3 separate regions of the Sus scrofa genome follow, and regions 1 and 2 are each linked to region 3. A link is a contact called in public Hi-C and HiChIP or PLAC-seq data. All regions are on one chromosome and are shown on one strand. Each heading gives the region's core, a stretch centred on a gene start, on an enhancer-like site or on the middle of the called end of the contact. The rest is flanking DNA. Distances are from core to core; before and after follow the strand shown.

Region 1 (3,407 bases), core at 646-3,145, 76 kb after region 3:
CTTTCTCAGACAGAGAAGCCCCCCCCCCAGCAGGCTCTGCAATTCAAGTTTCAGTGACCTTGTCCTATCCCCTAAAATATTTGTAGTTCTTATACCACATGGTTCAAAACTCTTGTCTGGCTCCAGGCTCCAGGCTGGGCCCTGGCTCCAGGCTGCTAGCTTCCCATGCAGGCCTAGGGCTATCTTAGTATCTGGATGGGGTTGACTTAAACAAAAAAAATTTTTTTTCCCTCCCTTAACTATAAAGTGATAGCCTTTTAGTTCTTCCCCCTTGTCCCTGAAACCATAAGCTAAGACTTCTGTTTTCTTGTTTTTCCACTCTGGAATAGGTCATCTTGTTTCAAGGTGAGGAGCAACTTAATTTCACAGATGAGAAAGCAACTACCCCTTTAGAGGGGTAGCCCCACAGAGCAAACCAAGAGGTCTAGGGACATTCAGTCAACCCTGAAGCATAGTTTCAAAGCCAGTGGAGATTTCTGACATAGCTTTGAAAAAGACTCCTAAAAAGTGGGTGAAGTGGCTTTAAGGGCAGTCCGAAGTTGAACCCTGCCCCTGCCATCTACCAGCTGTATGATATGCAAGTGCTACTCCAGAGCTGTGAGGACTAAAAAAATGGTCAAAATTTAGGACCAAAGGGGGAAAAAAAAGCATATCAGCAGTACCATTTGTGCTGCGGAGTAACTACTTTCCTAATTCCACTGTACCTGTTTTCTCACCTGCAATGTGGCCAGCTGATCACAGGTCCCAAGGATATTAGTCTGTGACAAAGTATCATAGACACAGCTGGAACATATTAGGATTTCAGGTTGGTGTCCTAGGATCATCTCTTTATCTCATACCTACGCTTTGGGGGAGGTGACTGTTCCCCCACCCATGCAGGGACCACATCTCCAGCTCTTGAGTACCTAGTAAGCCCTGGGGTACAGATACTGCTTGCCTTTGAGAACACACGGCTAAGACTTCCCACCAATATTTTGGAGACCAAGTTGGGTTGCCGCTTTGTTCTTTGCTAAGAACACAATGGAAGGGAATTTTTAACACTCCATCCACCCCCACCCCGCAAAGTTGTAAGTACAAAGTCCTTTAGTAACAGAAGATCAACTTGCTGAAAACACCGTCTTGTTTTCCTTGGGGCTGCTCTATCCCCGCCAGTTCTTGGTGCATCAAGCAGTCCGGGCCGGCACCACGCCCCTCCCTCCAGCAAACCCTTGGGATAGGTGCCCACGGATGCTGCCATTACCGTGACTCCCAAATTGTTCGCAGGACTTAAGCCACGTCGCTTCCCTTTTCTGGGTTTGGTCTGTCGGTCTATGAAATGAAGATAATACCCAACCTGAGTGCACATCGCGGTGGTTCCCAGAACGTTCCCTCGGGCGCTGTGAGCTGGCCCCTCTGTTGGATTCCGGCCAAGGGAGTTCGTTCCCAGTTTGAAGAAAGAATTTTGCCCATGGAGACGTCTTCACAATTCGGTTTCTCTCCCCGAAAGGTCTGGTCTTTTACCTTTGGTGTCCGGCCCGGCCATCAGGAATCTAGCTGGAGGGCGCCGATGCAGCGCAGACACCGAGGTTTGACTCGCGAGCTCGACGCCAGCTCACGGACGCCGACGTGGAGGGGCCCTAATGCTACCGCCCTCTCGCCCGCTTGTGCTTGGGGCTCCGGACCCGTGTCCCCGGCCTTAGCCCACAACTCCAGGAACTTTCTGGGATCAGTCCCTGTTCCTTCTCTCTGCTTCCGGGGCAAGCCCCGCCCTCTCCGGAAGCCCACCAGTAAGGGGCGCGGCCTGCGCTAGCTACGTGGTGGCTGGCGCGTCGGTCGGCGCGCGGCGGTGATGCAAGCAGCGATGACCAATAGGAAGCGCTATAGGCCACCGCTCCCGCCCCCGCCGGCCCCGCCTCCGCCCGGCGTCGGGCCGTCGGACGGGCGGGAAGGGGCGGCCGCTTGGGAAGGATGGCGGCAGCGGCTGCGGCGGTGGGAGTGGGCGCGGGCGCCGGTGGCCCAGGAGCTGCAGGCGGCGGCAGCGGGGCGCGTGAGGGCGCGCGGGTGGCGGCGCTGTGCCTACTGTGGTATGCGCTGAGCGCGGGCGGCAATGTGGTCAACAAGGTGATCCTGAGTGCTTTTCCATTCCCCGTGACCGTGTCGTTGTGCCACATCCTGGCGCTGTGCGCGGGGCTCCCGCCTCTGCTGCGCGCCTGGCGCGTGCCCCCCGCGCCGCCCGTCTCGGGCCCTGGGCCCGGCCCGCATCCGTCGCCCGGCCCGCTGCTGCCGCCGCGCTTCTACCCGCGTTACGTGCTGCCGCTCGCTTTCGGCAAGTACTTCGCGTCAGTGTCCGCGCACGTCAGCATCTGGAAGGTGCCTGTGTCCTACGCGCACACCGGTGGGTGCCGCGGCTGGCCTGAGGGGAGGCGGCCGGGAGCACGCCGCCCCGGGCTTCGGCGCTTGGGTAGGAGTGCGCCAGACGACCTGGAATGCGGCCCTAAGTCCACTTCTCTCTGGAAAGCGCTGAGAGCGCTTTTAGCAGGAAAGGGACACACATAAGGGTCTCCGGGAAGGAAGGGACTGAGAAGATGGCTGGGAGCTGAGCAGGGCGGAGCAGAACAGTTGGGTTGCGGGGAAAACCCATAGAAAGAGAAGAGCTGAAGCAGTTTGAGGGGCTGCCAAGCCTTTCTATCCTTCCAGTGGAGTTGAGACCGAATTCCAGGGTGGGTTCAGTGACTAGAGTGGTTCCCTGAACGCTCCTTGCCTCTCTTTGCAGTCAAGGCTACTATGCCCATCTGGGTGGTTCTCCTGTCCCGGATCATCATGAAGGAGAAACAGAGCACCAAGGTAACCCAGAAGGGCTTTGGGCAGGTAGGGGCCCAAGGGCCTCCCAGCTGTTGCCCAGCTGCTGACGTGGTACAGGTTCCTGGCATGGGCTGCCTGGCTTCCTGTCAAATAAGGAAGTCAGCTTAGAGACTTCTGGAGGCGCTTTTGCTGCTACTGTTCTGGAATCGCTGGGGCGGTGGTGTGTGAGGTGTGTATTCTTGAGTTGTCTTTGCTCTATGGTCTTGGAATGCTGCCATCTATCTCAGGCCCAGTTTTGATTTCCTGCATGGGGTTGCTGATAGGCAACTTGGACAACTTGGTTGCATCTTGACCACACATCCCCTGATGCTCCAGTGGGGTCAAGGTTGTAATACCTGACTCCTTGCTGGAACAGAACTCTTGACAGTTTCACATCTTTGCAAGAGATAATGGTCAGGTTGGGGGTTTCTAGGGTCAGAAGACATGAGATGCTAGTCAGAGGAATCTGATTTTGGCAAAGCCCAGCAAAGTCTTCGAAATAAAAACAGCCAGGAATTGTGAATGTCTGGGTATGGAAGTGAAAGCAACATGCAGAACCCAGGGCTGCATAGGGAAGATGCTTTGGG
Region 2 (3,466 bases), core at 290-2,789, 100 kb after region 3:
TTGACTACTGATTTATGGGTCTCTGCCTACCCAGACTGTGGGCTTCTGAAAGCAGAGCTTAGGTTTGAATTGTTTCATCCACAAGCTACATACATCTAGCCTGCCTTTTTGTGAACCAAGAATGGTCTTTGCAGGTGACATTTAGAATCAGTTAATGACAGGAAAGAGTGACTTGGAATCCCCCAAAAGCTTTCCATTCAGACCTGTATTTGTAACACTCTATTTATAAATTCTACCACTAAAAAGTGTTATGCACATTTTTCTCTTTGGTTATATAAGCACCAAGCACCTACATAATATCCTTGATTTTGGCTCTTGGCCAAACACCTACATAATATCCTTGATTTTGGGTCTTGGCCAGCAAAAATATTTGCTATCTGGCCCTTTATAGAAAAAGTTTGCCAGCCTCTAGTCTAAGAATACTATTTGGGATACAGGAGACAATCTATAACGTCAGATGGAGAAACTAAGTAACAATTTAAAAAATGTATCTAAAACACCCCAACACCGTTTTCAGAGTAGGGAGGTACCGCCAACTAAGTGTTAATGTTAACAATGGTAATCCCAAAAGCGTTCAGATTGCGAGGGAAGTCACAAGTCTACGTTTCTTTAACGTTTGCTGTTCCTTGCTATCTTTCCCCGCAATTAGCAAGCGTTAACTTTACCATCGTTTTATTTCACTTTTTTTGGCCGCCCCGGGGCATATGGGCCCGGGGATCAAATCTGAACTGCAGTTGTGACCTACGCTGCAGCTGGGGCAACTAAGCCGGATTCTTTCACCCACTGAGCCCGGCCGGGGAATCCAATCTGTGTCTTGGCGCTGCAGATCCCGTTTCGCCACAGTGGGAACTCCTCAAAGTTTCATAAGTAACATAACTGCGTATTTCAAGGTGCATCTTTCTGACCGCGCAGCCTAGAAGGCCCGGCACCCGCTTGAATGACTACACAGAAGCCACGCGAGCTCTGAAAGGCTTCTGAAAACGGAGGGAGTAGAGGTGGAGGTGTCCCCTCGCCCTAAGTCTTCTTTATCAAAGAGTTGGATTAAAGAAAAGAAGCACAGCAGGAGAAACTTTTGAACCTCGATAAGCCCTGTTCCATCCCCGCCACGCCTGTAGCCTCCCAGTTCTACTTTTACATCCGGACGAGCCCGGGAGGATGTGACCGGCGCCGCAGCCCAGGCGCCTCCTGGACGCACCTCACCTCGTATTTTCCGCACCGCCGCCTCGCTGGGAGAAAATAGGGCACTGACTAGCGCAGTAACTCCCCAGGGCCCCTAGTCCTACGGAAGAATCTACTGCCCAAGTCCTCGCATTGCAACACGTAACGTGGGAAAACGCCCCAAGAGCAGCTAACGGCCGCCTGCACCGTTCCAGCCGTTCCCTCGCGTCGCGCTACAGAAGTCCATTCCGCACATGCGCGGGAAAGCCCCTGCGCGTGCGTGGTGCTCGCCCCTCCGTGCGTTCGGCCCCTCGCGGCTTCTTCCCGCCTGCCTCGTTTCCTCACTTCCGGGGTTTCCTGGCGACGGCCGTAAGTGGCGGGCGGAAGCAGCGCGCGAAGCCAGTCGTAAAAGGCTCCCTCGCGCCACTTCCGGCCGGCTTCCGCAGACGGCCCTGGTGGGCGATCGTGAGGCGCCGGAGGACGTTCCCCGCGGCTGGAGCCATGGAGATGCCGCTGCCGCCTGATGGTGAGGCCCAGCCTGGGCTCGAAGGCTGTTTCTCTCTCCCCGGAATCCCCTGTTGGCCTACCTCGCCTCCCGGGGTCCCCGGGCCTAGGAGGGGGCGGGGCTCGGCCTCCGGGGTCCGCCTGCGGCCTCTCCCGCGGGTTCCCGCATTCTCGGCGCGCTTCTGGCCCCTATCGGGACCCGTACAAAGGCGGCCTTTCCCGGACCCACCCCTAGGGACCCCCGGCCCAGCAGACGCGGGCTGGGACGACAGGGCCCCCGAATTTGGGCGGTTCTCGCTGACGCCCCGCGTGGCCTTTTCTCCGTCCTCCAGACCAGGAGCTCCGAAATGTCATCGACAAGCTGGCCCAGTTCGTGGCTCGGAATGGGCCCGAATTTGAAAAGATGACGATGGAGAAGCAGAAGGACAACCCAAAATTTTCGTTTCTGTTCGGAGGAGAGTTCTACAGTTACTATAAGTGCAAGTTGGCGCTGGAGCAGCAGCAGCGTGAGTTCTCTTGCTCTCCGGCCGTCCTCTCCAGCGATTCCTTTCTGATTCCATTTCGGGCTCTGCCACAGACCGCCTTTTTTTAAATCGCTTGTTCTTCTGGGAATATGGATTAGCTCGGTCTTCACGGTCCCATTCGCTGTTCCCGGGGCTCTGCACCCGTGCGGCAGCTGGGTCCCAGTGTAATGGAGAACGGGGTTATCGATCCTTTTGCTGGGCTCCAGATCAGGGTTTACTCTTGTTTTGCAAACGTGATGACTGAGGTCAGGAAGGTAGTGACTACTTCAGCGGTTTCCAGGGAGGAAGTAGTAGAAGCCAGATTGGGTGAGACCCTTGGGGCAAATACTGTCCAGCGAGGTTTTTGTGCATTTTAAGATGGTTGTAGCCTAGATCAAAAATGAGTTGTTTCGTGGGTATTAGTTCTTGGTATCAAAATTCCAACCCTCTTCTAAAAGAGCTTAAGATGGGGTTGGTTAACACAGTTGGTCTCTGAATAACAGATAATCACCAGGTAGTAAAGATCCCTGAACCCACATCTGCCCTGTTCAGTAGTGAATCCTTAGCTTCCAGATATGTTGTGTTCTAGATTGCCAAGTAGATGGACATTGAAAGGTGGATGCTCCCTGAACTACAAGTTCCCCACGGCCAACCGGGCCTTGTTTGGCATTGTTGTGCCTAATAGGTAGCACGTAGTAGGTGTTCAATAAAGAGTTCATAGGACACAGCAAAGGTTCAATGGCTTGAACAAGCACAGTGTGTTTTGAGAGCGGAAAGAAACCTCAGTCATCACGTTTGCAAACACAGTGTGTTGTGAGCAGCCCAGCATGGCTGGAGTTTTGATGTGTGTCGACAGGGTCGGGTTTGATCTGGAGTGGTAAATGCCAGGGAAAAGCTTGGGTTTTCTTCTTTAGTCTGGTGTTCTTCTGGTGCCTGTGTATGTTTGAGATGAGGGTGGAGGAGGTCTGTTGCCTGAAAATGTTGGGTTTTGGGTGACTTGTATGGAGGACAGATTGGAGGGAGCATTGAGTGGAGTCTAGGACCAGTTTGGTGGTAAAATCTGAATTAAGTTGGCAGGTCGAGTAGAGAATGTGGGCCTGGGGACAGTTGGGGTTAAAGGGAAGGGCCAGTTGGATATTGAAGCAGGTGGCATAATTGGGCAGGGGAGGACAGTGTTTTGGCTCCGGTTCCTGTGAGGTGAGAGATGCTTTCCCTGCAAGGGGAGCCTATTCCCATCCTGGAAGGTCAGAAATCAGGACCTTCTTGGGACGTGGTGCTATAATGGGGGTTGGGATGCTTCT
Region 3 (3,474 bases), core at 444-2,943:
CTTCTCACGCCAAGGGCAAGGAGGGAGGTCACGGCTCCGGGCAGCCAGGACATCTGGCCCGGCCGAGAGCGCCAACCCCCGCCGGTGCCCTCACCACGACCTACGACCCTTGCCCAAGCACACGTGACCCTACCCAGCAGGACCCCAGACCTTCTCTCCTTGCTTCCTCCCCAGTACCTGCTCCCCCTCCTTTGAACAATCACTTTCCTTCCCTCTGGCTTGCATCAGCTTCCCTTCCCCCAGCCCCGCAATCCCAGGGGCTTCTCCCCTTGCCCTCCCTCCAGTCCCTACCCTCTTCCCGCTCCCGAATAGGAGAATCTCACGATCCCGGCACCTGCCTGCTCCCCCGAACCAGGCCCTGGGGCTGTCCCCTCCCCTCCACGATCCAGGCCTTTCTCTTCCTCCAGACCCCCAGGGTTTACCCCCGTCCCTTTAATGCCAGCCCTCTCCAGCCCCCAACCCAGGCTCACCTGGCTCATACTTGAGGTAGATAATGGAGACGATGAAATAGCTAAGGTCGAAGACAGGGAAGAGGGGCACCCGCGAGAAGCTGAGCGCCAGCTCGCCCAGGCTCAGCGCCGAGAGCAGCTCCATGGCGCCTGACGGGTCGCACCCCAGCCCCCGGCCGGGTGCGTCCAGCTGCCCGAGGCCCGGCGAATGCGCCCCGCTGCTGGACCCGCCCCCGCCCGCCAGGCACCGCCCCCAACCCGGCCCCCGCGGGAGAGGAGGGGCTACCGCTGGCTTCGGAGCGGGTCTTGGGACAATCCTGTCCTACGGAGCCCTGTCGGTCGAGTGTCACACAGTCAGTCCCTTCGGCCATCACGACCCCCAGCCCAGCGAAGTGGGCTTCGAGGGGTCCTTGTGGTGTGTGAGTTGGGCAGGGGAGCTGTCTTTGTAGGGGGACGAGATTCGCTCAGCACAGGGCCCAACAGGCAGGATGGATCATCAAGGACCGGTTCCCGTGGGGCTCGATTAGGACCCTCGTCTCTGTGGAGCCCCTAGATCAGGAGGACCTCCGTCCCTCGTGGGGCCGGATCAGTTGTGAACCCCATAATCCCGTGCACCAAAGGGCCCCTTCAGTCAGGACCCCTGTCGTCTATAAAGCTGTCATGATCTCAGCCCTCTGTAAGTCATGACATCTGTCCTCCACAAGGAACCCCGTCTTCCAAGGGAATCGGTCAGTTGGGACCCCTGCCCCCGGTACTGCCCGTCTAGTGTGGGATCCCGGCTCCCGTGGAGCCCGGGAGGAGGCCCTTTTGGAGTCCAATCAATCTGGGCCTCCATGCCCTGGAGAGCCCACTCTGTCAAGACCCATTCCCCTATGCAGTTCAAGGATCAGGGGACCGTGTTTCTCCAGAAGCCCCATCCGAGACCCCAACCCCACAACAGAAGCTGCTGCTCTAGTTCTCCAGCGCGCTGGTCCCTCAAGCCTGCGCGACTGGCTCGCAATTGGTGAACCAAGTCTGCCCCCAGATGGCTCCGCCCCTGGGAGACGTCAGGACCCCGCCCCGCCCTTTCTTGGTTACACTCTGGACCTCCCCAACAAGGAGCGGCGCTCTCTCTTTCTGAAGGGGGTTTGGTCTACAGCAGGCGGGACCCTGACTGCCTTGGTCTTTGATTGGCTCAGCCCTTGCCAGAGCTGCTTCGAGATTGGTCGGCTCGTGTTCCTCTCCCCTCCCTCCCAGAGGCTTCCGCTTCCTGTTCTGACGGACACTCCGGCCGTAACGATGATCGGGGACATCCTGCTGTTTGGGTAATTAGGGGGACCGGAAGATTGGGCCAGAGGGCCCGACGGGGTGAGGGGCGGCCCATGTAACCGTATTCTCCCTCTGCAGGACGCTGCTGATGAACGCCGGGGCGGTGCTCAACTTTAAACTGTGAGTAGGCCGCGTTGGACCGCAGCTCCATCCGGGGGACCCGTAGCCCCGCCCCCGAGAGCTTGAGCCCTTCCTACGCCGCGGGCCCTGCCCTCGAGTCCCAGCCCTCTGGCCCCGCCTTCATTATGGGCCATCCTCCTGTGACCCTCCAGGCCACAGCGACATGAAATCGGACTCTCCTGAGATCCCTCTGCTCACAAGCACGAGAGCCTCAGGCCCATCACCCAAGAATCTCTTAGCCCTAGCCTGTACCCTCAACCCCGCATCTGGCACCTTCGGACCACCCTCTCCACACCGTCCGTGGCTGCAGGCATAGCTGTGATGGGCGGGGCAGGGAGGATTATTGAACAGCGAGGTCACACAGCAAATCAGCGGTAAGGTTAGAGCTCCCCTCTGAGCTGGGAGTCAGGGCCCGGGGACTAAACGGTTTCTTTGTCCTGTTGAAAGTAGACGCTGTCTGCTTCTCCTTATAGGAAAAAGAAGGACACGCAGGGCTTTGGGGAGGAGTCGAGAGAACCGAGCACAGGTAAGGCCTTCTTTCTGAACTCTGGAATTGGTACATTTCAGCGAAGACAGTTCTTTCGCACCAGTTTTCTTTTTAAGTATGTGTGTGTGTGTGCGCATGTGCGTGTGCATGTAGTGGGCCTGAGTTTGTGATGTTCCTTCTATCCACTTCTGTCACCCGCTTCTTTCTCCTACCAGACCTCCCTGCATAGGTCAGCACTTATCTCACTTATTACAGTTATAATTTTTCTTTATGTGTGCTATCATCTGGTAAAGTCGCCCCTCACACTTGACCTTACACTCCAGAGAAGAGGCTCCAGCTTGTTTTGGCTCATCTCTGTGTCCTTGCAGTGCGAAGATTCCCACCATGAAGGAATGAATGAATGAGTGAATGAACAGCCTCACAAATAGCTATTATTTTCAGCATGCTGTGGACCTGTTTGTTTAATTTTCAATTAGATTGGTTTTCAGGTAAATCAGGAGATGTCATGTAAAAATTCAGAGGTCTGATTTTTAAGAAAAATCAGAGCACTCTACAACTGAGTTCAGGCGACCTTTTGGCACCTATTGAATGGGAGTCGAGATGCAGGACCCCACTGAAGCAGGGCATGTGACCTCTACCTCAGCCCAGCCCCAGCCCTCTTATTTTTATGTCATTCCATCTGCCCAGCCCATGGAGGCCCTAGAATTTATACCTCCTGCTGAATTGATTTGTTTAACTACTTGGAGTCTAATGGGACCTGTACATGCCTGTTGTATCCATTCATTTGTTTTCCAAGCATTTATTGAGCACCTGCTGTGTGCCAGCCACTGTGCTGGATGCTGGGGGCCCAGCAGGGCACAAGACAAATAAAATTCCTGCCTTTGGGTTGCACTATCATGGGGTGGAACAGACACTTCTGAAACAAAGAACAGACAGTGAAGGAGAAGGTGTCAGGTGAAGATAGTGATGGGGTGGCTGCTCCGGCTGGGTTGTGTGGCAGGAAGGCCCTCTGAGGAGGTGACACTGCAGTCAAGGCAGTGGGTGCTGTGATGGAGTGTTGCACAAGGACAGTAGGAACCCTGAGGAGCAGTGAATTTGAAGATGGACAGC

What was found. Hi-C and Micro-C count contacts between places; a contact is called where the count stands out from the background. HiChIP or PLAC-seq counts read pairs in DNA pulled down with a chosen protein or histone mark.
Region 1: an H3K27ac HiChIP or PLAC-seq map of alveolar macrophages shows a contact between it and region 3. The contact joins the promoter of SLC35E1 here to the promoter of SMIM7 in region 3. A contact is called at or near these places in 1 of 5 promoter capture datasets (liver), 9 of 47 Hi-C or Micro-C datasets (blood, embryonic fibroblasts, epiblast stem cells and 4 more) and 2 of 2 datasets of contacts at active chromatin or transcription factors (alveolar macrophages and skeletal muscle).
Region 2: a contact with region 3 is called in a Hi-C map of liver, with 3 times the contacts expected there. The contact joins the promoter of CHERP here to the promoter of SMIM7 in region 3. A contact is called at or near these places in 9 of 47 Hi-C or Micro-C datasets (blood, brain, embryonic fibroblasts and 4 more) and 2 of 2 datasets of contacts at active chromatin or transcription factors (alveolar macrophages and skeletal muscle).

The regions. Positions count from the first base shown.
Region 1 is chr2:61,035,930-61,039,336 of Sscrofa11.1, forward strand. SLC35E1 (solute carrier family 35 member E1) reads left to right here and starts at 1,896. Exons shown (of 6, transcript XM_003123474.6): 1 at 1,896-2,374; 2 at 2,753-2,823. The coding sequence starts at 1,948.
Region 2 is chr2:61,061,421-61,064,886 of Sscrofa11.1, forward strand. It overlaps CHERP (calcium homeostasis endoplasmic reticulum protein), which reads left to right and starts at 1,540. Exons shown (of 17, transcript XM_021083582.1): 1 at 1,540-1,684; 2 at 1,995-2,168. The coding sequence starts at 1,660.
Region 3 is chr2:60,959,839-60,963,312 of Sscrofa11.1, forward strand. SMIM7 (small integral membrane protein 7) reads left to right here and starts at 1,694. Exons shown (of 5, transcript NM_001244720.1): 1 at 1,694-1,753; 2 at 1,836-1,877; 3 at 2,351-2,403. The coding sequence starts at 1,728. TMEM38A (trimeric intracellular cation channel type A) reads right to left here and starts at 689. Exons shown (of 6, transcript XM_021083580.1): 1 at 471-689. The coding sequence starts at 594.